Regions from separate parts of the Anas platyrhynchos genome. Here region 2 is linked to region 1. The links are chromatin contacts, called in public Hi-C maps. All regions are on one chromosome and are shown on one strand. The core of a region is the stretch at or near the end of the contact, and the rest is flanking DNA. Distances in the headings are between cores, read along the strand shown. Region 1 overlaps LOC101799835 (probable acyl-CoA dehydrogenase 6). Region 2 overlaps LOC101799835 (probable acyl-CoA dehydrogenase 6).

Evidence for each region. Hi-C and Micro-C count contacts between places; a contact is called where the count stands out from the background.
Region 2: a Hi-C map of F5 follicle shows a contact between it and region 1, with 2.0 times the contacts expected there. The contact joins two enhancer-like sites. A contact is called at or near these places in 2 of 8 Hi-C or Micro-C datasets (F5 follicle and small yellow follicle).

Annotation. Positions count from the first base shown.
Region 1 is chr2:134,455,975-134,460,087 of IASCAAS_PekinDuck_T2T, forward strand. It overlaps LOC101799835 (probable acyl-CoA dehydrogenase 6), which reads right to left. Exons shown (of 9, transcript XM_027450794.3): 5 at 1-23. Among named protein-coding and RNA genes, the nearest start is that of BET1, 30 kb to the left of the region's middle. Within about 2 kb of position 1,522, at least 5 of the 8 cell types and tissues checked have an H3K27ac peak or open chromatin away from gene starts, as enhancers often do. A contact at or near this core is called in F5 follicle and small yellow follicle, where this site is marked.
Region 2 is chr2:134,493,097-134,497,130 of IASCAAS_PekinDuck_T2T, forward strand. All of the region lies in intron 2 of LOC101799835 (probable acyl-CoA dehydrogenase 6), which reads right to left. Among named protein-coding and RNA genes, the nearest start is that of TFPI2, 33 kb to the right of the region's middle. Within about 2 kb of position 2,430, at least 5 of the 8 cell types and tissues checked have an H3K27ac peak or open chromatin away from gene starts, as enhancers often do. A contact at or near this core is called in F5 follicle and small yellow follicle, where this site is marked.

The DNA.
Region 1 (4,113 bases), core at 272-2,771:
CTTCACAGCTGTTGTCTTGATATCTATTTCAAAACATAGGAAATGAAGGGTTATTCTTGTGAAGGAAGGATAAGCTGGTCCCTGCATGACTGGCTGAGTCACTCCCTTACTCTCAGACAGTCAACACACCCTTCACTTCATGCCCTCCAAGACCTCTAAGCCTTCCAGGCTGGAAAAGGCAGACTCACCTGGACAACTCTCTTTGAAGACAAGCCAAGGAAAGCAGATCATTTCTCTCACCCTCCTTTAGGTGGAGTCTTCATCCCAGTGGATGAAAGCAGAAAGCTCTCTAAGTAAATTTGGTCGCCAAAAACTCAGGCCAGAAATATTTCAGTCTGAGGTGATCTATTACGCATTTCTGTCACTGTGTACGTTAGTCACTGAGAAGGCCATTAATTTCAGAGACCCAACTTAAACAATCACAAGCCTCAATATCTGTGTATGCATAAGGATATATATACATGCACTTCCTGCATGCTGTAGGTCAGAATGGCGTAATAAATTCAAAGATAGTAAGCTTTTAGAAGGCAAAGTTTAAATCTTAAGGTTGTCTGTACATGGAGTTCTAAACACCTGCTACTTCTACTCCATGGCATAAAAAAAAAATGCTATTTTCATTCATAAGTGTTCACATCACTGCAAGCTGCCCTGGATGCATCAGACAGCAGGAGTGAATCATTAGTTAGTACTTACACTCCAGCAGAATTTCCAAAGAGCTGGCTTTTCTCCCCTGAAATTGAATTTCTTCCACTGAAACCCCAGCTAAGAAGGCTCTCCAACAGATATCTAGCTTTAAGTTGGTGATGGTATGAAAGAACCCAAGCACACCCCCAACAGAACTTACAAATCTAATGAGACTGTAAAGTGCACAACAGCCCACCTACTGAGGGAGGCAGCAGACTTGAAGGGTAGAAGTCAGACACAAAGTGGAGTGGGCAACCAAAATTAAGTCACCTTCATATACACCCACCTCAATCTGCACATGAACCTTCTTCCCAAAGGCTGTAAACTCAAAACAAATCAAAACCATGCCTCTCTGAACCCACCTTCATTTGCAGGATAAACTTAATGGCTACCTGTGGGTGAGGTCAGCATGGCTGAAAGATTTGTTAGTGAAGAAATGGGAAAAATGGTGGGAGAAAATTGTGTGATAGTGTAAGAGAAGGAATTTGCAGATACAGCTATAGATAAATGAACTTACAAGAGTGTAATGATGAACAGTGAGAGATAGTACCAATGTGAATAAAACCAGCAGCAATCTCGCTATTCATTTAATGAAAGGACTATGCCAAATCTGTCCAAAGGACTTGACATGGAATCTGAATAATAATGAAGGTCAATAAAGTGAAGGAATCCAAACTACTGATGCTGTTAATACATGACACAGACTCTGGACAGTCATATACATGGAGACTAAACAATATGCGAAGGACACAAAAGAGCAGGAATAAGAAACATTGCACGACTAGCGTAAAAGGATAGTAGCACACATAGTGATTTACATCACACATCCCTTTGTTATGGTACAGCTACTAAAAAGATTAAATTGAGGTCGCCTGGAAGGTCTGCAGAAGAACGCAGAGTACTACAATGCAATCACAAATATAAACAGTATTTGCAAGCATGGCGTCACAAGAGACTAACTTCCCAAATACAGATTAAAGAACAAATGCCTTACTAATGGGAATGTTCAAGTATTCTCAAGTGTGATGGTTGACAGTTTGCTTCAAGTACTTGAAAAATGGATATTTAAAATCAACTTATGAAGAAGTTAGTATCTTCAACCTTAATTAAGGAAAGACGACCAAGCTAATAAGTAAGTTTTAAATATAAAATATGACAGGCTTTGAAAATTTATTTAACAATTTACTAAAGTCAAGTGGACTCAGTCTCAGTGATACAGCTGTTAAGATCCTTTGTCATATTTGACTATAATTATTCTCCCTGATAGAGCATGGCCCCAGAAAGAGGCTACATTTCCCAGAGTGGGTGCTTTGTAATTCATTTTTGGAAGGCCCACGTACTGGTCTTGTGGTGTCTATATCTCAACAGCTTACAAAGTATGCTGTGGAGGTCCCTTCTAGGAAAGACAACGAGGTACTTGACATCATTGAAAGGCATCTGAAGCAGCTAGTGCCAAATAAACAACCAGAGCTGGTTTTTCACCATTCAAATCATACCATATTTGAGAATCAAGTTTTCTTCTCCAGTGTGCTGTTGACTCTAGCCATGCATCTAAATAGATTTGACAAAAGGCAAGGTTGGCTTCAACTCTGAAGGTCAAACTTGTGATCACAGACAGGCAACACATATCCTTTATGTCAAAAATTAAAACATATATCTGGAATTTACATCATCAGCACAGAAAAAAAAAAGGAAAAAAAAATGCACAAAATAGCTTCAAGTCTAACTGAATGAATAATTGCTTCAAAAAACAGGGAAGTAAGGAGATTAATCATCAAAGTAAGCTACAGTTTGGAGGTCAGAAGGTAAGAACTGCCATAGGTCAAACTGAGATAAATCTTGCGGATGAAAAACAACAAAATCCAAAAAGATTAAGGCAGTAAACAAAGAAGTTTCAGCTACAGAAAGAAAAAGAGAATGAGAAATAGCATAAGGCATGTTGAGGATGCCTCAAAACTAAAGAAATATTTCACATGCAATTACAAAAAAGATTTCCAATATAGCTGATAAAGGAAGACATCTACAGGAAGGACAGTACAAAATTAAAATTAGTGAAAACAGATGTTGTTGGTCATAGTAATCTTCACAGTCTCAGAATACATTTGGAAACAAAAAAGAATTCAATTTACAGGTGATACCTTATTTCAAACCAACCTGAGACAATTATTTTGAAAGTGGATTTTCTAGAGAAAATTTGAAAAGAAAATAGGTCCTGTTGGACCCAAGCAAACTAAAATATTATGTTATTAGGCAACTATGAGTTAGATTTTATGTAAAGCTGAAAATTAGGACAAAAGTGGAAATGTAGGTAAGGAAATAGGCAAAGGGGAAATTACATCAGGTTGCATTAAAGGAGGAAGTGCTGACGTGCAGGGAGGGCATTACTGGACCTTGGATATCAGCCTTTGGATGAAACCTATTGCATATTCCTTTAATGATCTTTAGAAGAAGAGCAGGAATATACCAACAAAATTTGCTGGTATCACAAACCTGGGAGACTTCACCAACACAGACAACTGAGGTATCAGGCAGAAAGAAAGGAACGATTATGAGTTTTCAAAGTCAACATGGCAAGTACAAGCACTTAGGCACAAGTAATAAGAATTACTGCTGCATCTTAAAATATTTCTAGTTTAAAGTCTAGTTTAAAGCTAGGCCTACCTGGAGATGATGATCCTTGAGACATGCAAAGCAGTGCTAGTGAGAAGATAAGCTAGCGCTCCTCAGACCTAAATGGCCCCTTTAGTGGCACTTTAGAAGCAGTGCATGCTGGTTTCTGGATTTGTACCAATGATCAGATGTTCTATGACAGCTAAAAAGCATAATATTTTCATCCTGCTGTCTGTATCACTGTGGCACTGACAGTCTGGGTTCATCATATAAATCCTAGTCCATTCCAAATTTTTCTTTAACTGTATTAATCCAAGTGTTTCATGCCAATTAAGCTAGATGATAAGCAACATGCAACTGAAATAATATTTATGTTACTTATTATCTGGAACACTACATCCAAACATTACAATCATATTTGGAAAGTTTTGATAATCAGGTAATTAAACTAGAGAGACATTAGCTCAAATAAATGATGTGTTTCCTACATCAGAAAACGTCAAACTTCAGATTACTTTAATTGAAAACAAGTCTATAAAAATGAGGGAATTTTCTTATGAACAAAATCAGTTAACTAGAAAGAAAAACAATACTGAATTGTGCAAGAAGATTTAGTCCCTGTATTTCATTATCCCTGTTAACTCCCTTGAAAAGTGCTTGCTGCACCTTTGGTGAATAATACTGAATAATTATCTATTTGTCTTGAGAAAGAAACATGAGTTTGATCGAGGAAATGGACATAGGAATCAGTTTTGTTGATCACTCAGTGATTTTGTCTGCAGGAAAAAGACTTGTCTACAATTTGTAAGCACATGGTGT
Region 2 (4,034 bases), core at 1,180-3,679, 38 kb after region 1:
GCAATGACCTGTCAAAAATATGATCATAGTAATCCAAATATAAGAAAAAGGAGGGAAGCACAAAAATTAATCTTGGCCTGAGGGATGATTCTGAGAAGCTGGAACATCCACTGATTATTGGTAGTACTTTAAGTACCTGAACTTTTCATTCCTGGCAAAACTGAGGCTGGAATGGCTCTCATCCTTCTAGCAGTTCCCCAGAAGCTATTTCTCTTTCCACAAGAGCCCTGACCACACCACAATCTGGTGGATGACCTGACTTCCCAGAGGCTCTGGACCAGCTTGGTGCCAACATGCCCTTCACCTTCCCCCATGCACCTTCCTCCCCAGCCACACAGCGATACCCATGCTGTCCAAGCAAAGCATCAGGGATGCACCTTGCATCTCAGCCAAGTAACATTGTGAGATAAAGTCCAGATCTCTGGCATAAGACTACAATACTGCTGCTGGGACCAAAGCTCTGGTCTGCCCAGTAGACAAAGAGTGTAGGAAGCTATGAAACAGTGCTGGCACCAGCTGAGTGAGGAGCTGATGATGAGAAATACAACTGAAATACAATAAGGTAGCCATGGATGGTCTCGCCACCTATAAAGTGTGTAATAGCTTCTGGATTCCTATTAAACTTTGCTCTCTGTGATTCTGTGGGATGAGTTTCACTGGTTATTCATCATATAAAAAGGGGGAAAAAAAAAGAAAAAAACACTAATTCTTTCCAGTAGTCTTATTACTCACGGAACTTCCACTCCACCAAAGGACCCCAGCTCTTGAATGATAAAGGGAGGGTGAAAGTAACAGCCTCATTCATTTCCTCTGACTAGGGAGCAGAAAAAATTCTGACTAAAGTCACCTTCAGAGATTTTTAAACCATTTAATGATGCTATATAAAAAAAAATCAATTATCTGCCCCTGTTATACTCACTCAAGGAAATTTTCCATTAATTCTGCCCTTTGTTTCCCTGTTCAGATGAAGCAAGCAAAGTGAATATGTAAAAGCTGGAGGTTTTGGGGGAGTGCACATTTTCTGCTGGCTTCACATGCCAAAAGAAAGTGCACATAGACAGGTCATAGTGTTTCAAAGGTCCCATGCCAAAAAAGTTCTACCAAAAACATGTCTTCCATCACTGGCACTGAAATGAATATTGATGCACTGTCAGCTGACAACAGTTCATCTAGTCCACCATGAAGGAACTTGAAAGACATCTGCAATAGGCTCTGAAACAATTTTCTTGTATGCTGTCCAAGGTGTTTTCCTACAGTTCTGGGTTTGTTTCCATTAGACAACATGTAACATGAGCTCTGACACAAACAGAAGTAGTGGTTAGGAACACTAAGGAGAAAAAGCCCTTAAATGGTCACTGAAACCAGAAAGCCCACGTACCTTGTTGGTTCAGTTCCCTGCTGTCCCACCGCCCTACCAGCTGTCACCCTACCAGGAAGGTTTTCTACTTGACCTCCACCTAGCAGAGCCATGCAAAAGATGTGCTGGGCAGTGCATGGCTGTGCTCACAGCAGCGTCCCAGGGAAAACCCCTGTCCTTCTCCTTCGTCATCGCGGCTGCTGCTTCCCAGCTCTGGAGACATTTCCCAGCTCAGACAAGACCACAGAGCAGCTTTGTGGTCTTACTGGAAACAATAGTTATTGTTTAGAGACTTCTAAAGTCTCTAATCAATTTTCTCTGAAGAAGTCTCATTAGAGAGTCTCTAATGAGACTTCTTCAGAAGCAGCTCTTCTAGGCTGGAAGAAAGGCAGAAAGGTACCAGCCAAGCACAGCCTCCAGCCAATATTTCTGTCCAGCAAGAAGTACTGTCTTTCCTAACTAGTCTCCCATGTATCTGCTGGAGAGACAACACAGAAGAGACATTAGCAACAAAAGCAGAAAACATTGCAAGATAATAACCTCTGCAAAATAGCTAACCCCAGGGAAGGGCAGAAACAATCCCGGTGTTTGTAAGAACGTTTCCCTAATCCCTGTGTCCTTCCCAGTTGGCCAACAACTCCAGCACTTAAGCAGACACTTTTTAGCAATTCTACACATTTGAAAACTGTTCTTTTATGTTACTGAAAAGAAAAAAAAAGAAAGAAAAAAAAAGAAGATATCTCAAGGGTTTCTTGAGTGGACAGCTGGAAAATTTAAAATAAAAGTTTTAATTCAGCCTTATTTTTCATTTTTTAAATCAATAAACACTTTTCTGTTTTTCAAACACGGTGAAGCTGCATTGCCTCTGGATGACTGTGGCTTTGAAACAGCAACATAAAACCAAATGTGCCTAGAATAAAAATAATAAAAAACATGTTAAACAAATCTTCACACCCTCTTGTGGCCTCTTCCCTTTGTTTTGTCCCAACAACCATTTATCCCTGCCCACTCCTCAACCTCTGCCCCAATAAACTTCTGATGAGTCTCCTCCCAAGGTCTCCAACGAAGTCAGCTGCAAAATAACTGAAATAGCTACTCAGATTTCACAGGCACCACGAGGCAGGGGCAAGGCTGTAATAAACTCTGTCCTGCCCTGCACACATAACCCAGAAGTCCTGCTCAGTGTTCCTTTCACCCCTTAAACATTTATATTGTTCCGCCGAGTCCTGGGATTATGATATTTTCCCATCTTTAGTTTTTATTGTGCACCAGTCCCCTGGGGGGTGGGGGGGTTGCAATGACACTTGATCCAGTTTGCCCTGAAAGTTTGCTGTGTGTATTTCCATTTAGAGATCACTCTCTTGTAAAATAAGTAGGAGACCAGATAAGCACAACCTGCTAATACTATTACACTGAGCTTCTGGCTTAACATATATACAGCATCTGTCCTAAGCAGGACTTAAACTATCAAACAAACAAACAAAAACAAGAAAAAAGTTTCAAAAAAGCACATTTGCTTATATTTGTTTTTTGTCCTGTGATGTGCACCAAAAATAAAATGTGACAAACTCAACAACAAATCAAATCATTTCCTTTTGCTGTTATTCAGGCTTCTGAGAAGAATAGCTATCAGCTTATCATATCTTATCACTGTCCTCTTTATATTGGATTACAGTTTGCAGGAAACATTTGTTATTGTTTTCCTTGGACGTTATAGATTATGGTAGGAAAAACAGCTAAAGTGTGAATACCTTACACCAAGTGCAACTAGTTCACAAACGTGTCCCTCAGGAACCCAAGCAGTGAGACCAGACAATGCATTTAAGCACGTACTTAAACAAGATAGCTTAGAGGATATCTTGTGCTGCACGATCAAAGGTTTGAGAAGTAGCTGGCAGGCCAAGGACATGGTCAGCCCTGAGGCACTGCCAACCCCTCAGTTCCTGGGAAATGTTACTGAGTTAAATTCTGGCACTTACAGCAAATTTCAGCACAATGCTAGGGAATGGGACACCACTTCTTGCAGGGGTGATGCAGGAGAAGCAGAGTCCATGCTACCCATCTGCTGTACCTATGCAGTCCCAAAGCCACAGACAACACCTACACACTGCTCTCAGGTGCTGCAGGGAGATGGTGAGGGCAACAATCACACCTGGGTGGTTTTGAATGCTCATCTACATCTCGTTCTTCATTCAACAGAGGTATAATGTGGCACAATTCCTCTGGAGAGGATAAAAAATGATTAAAAAAATAATAATGTAGGACAGAAAAGTCAATCAGAACTGGTGAGAACTCACTACTAAGCCCACACACTCCTGAGCACTTAAAACACCACACTGATCACTTTGTTTATAGCCCTGAATGAAACAGCGAAAGTCCCAGATAAAACCAAGCTGCCTGAACTGACTTAATTAATATTTCTTTCTTTGAAGTTTTTAGAGGGTTTAAAACAACAAAAAATATCCTTCTCTCTAGATAAAAAAATCAATGTATAAAATGCAACAAACTTTACCGCAACAAATAATACAATTGTATAACAGATACACAATCATGCTTGTCACTACAAAGTACAATTCAGGATGGAGTATTACTTTTCCATACCAGGTACAGGTTATAGCCGAACAGAGCATTCACTCACACATGCCTGAGCCTCCTGCTGTTTCCCCACCCTATTTAT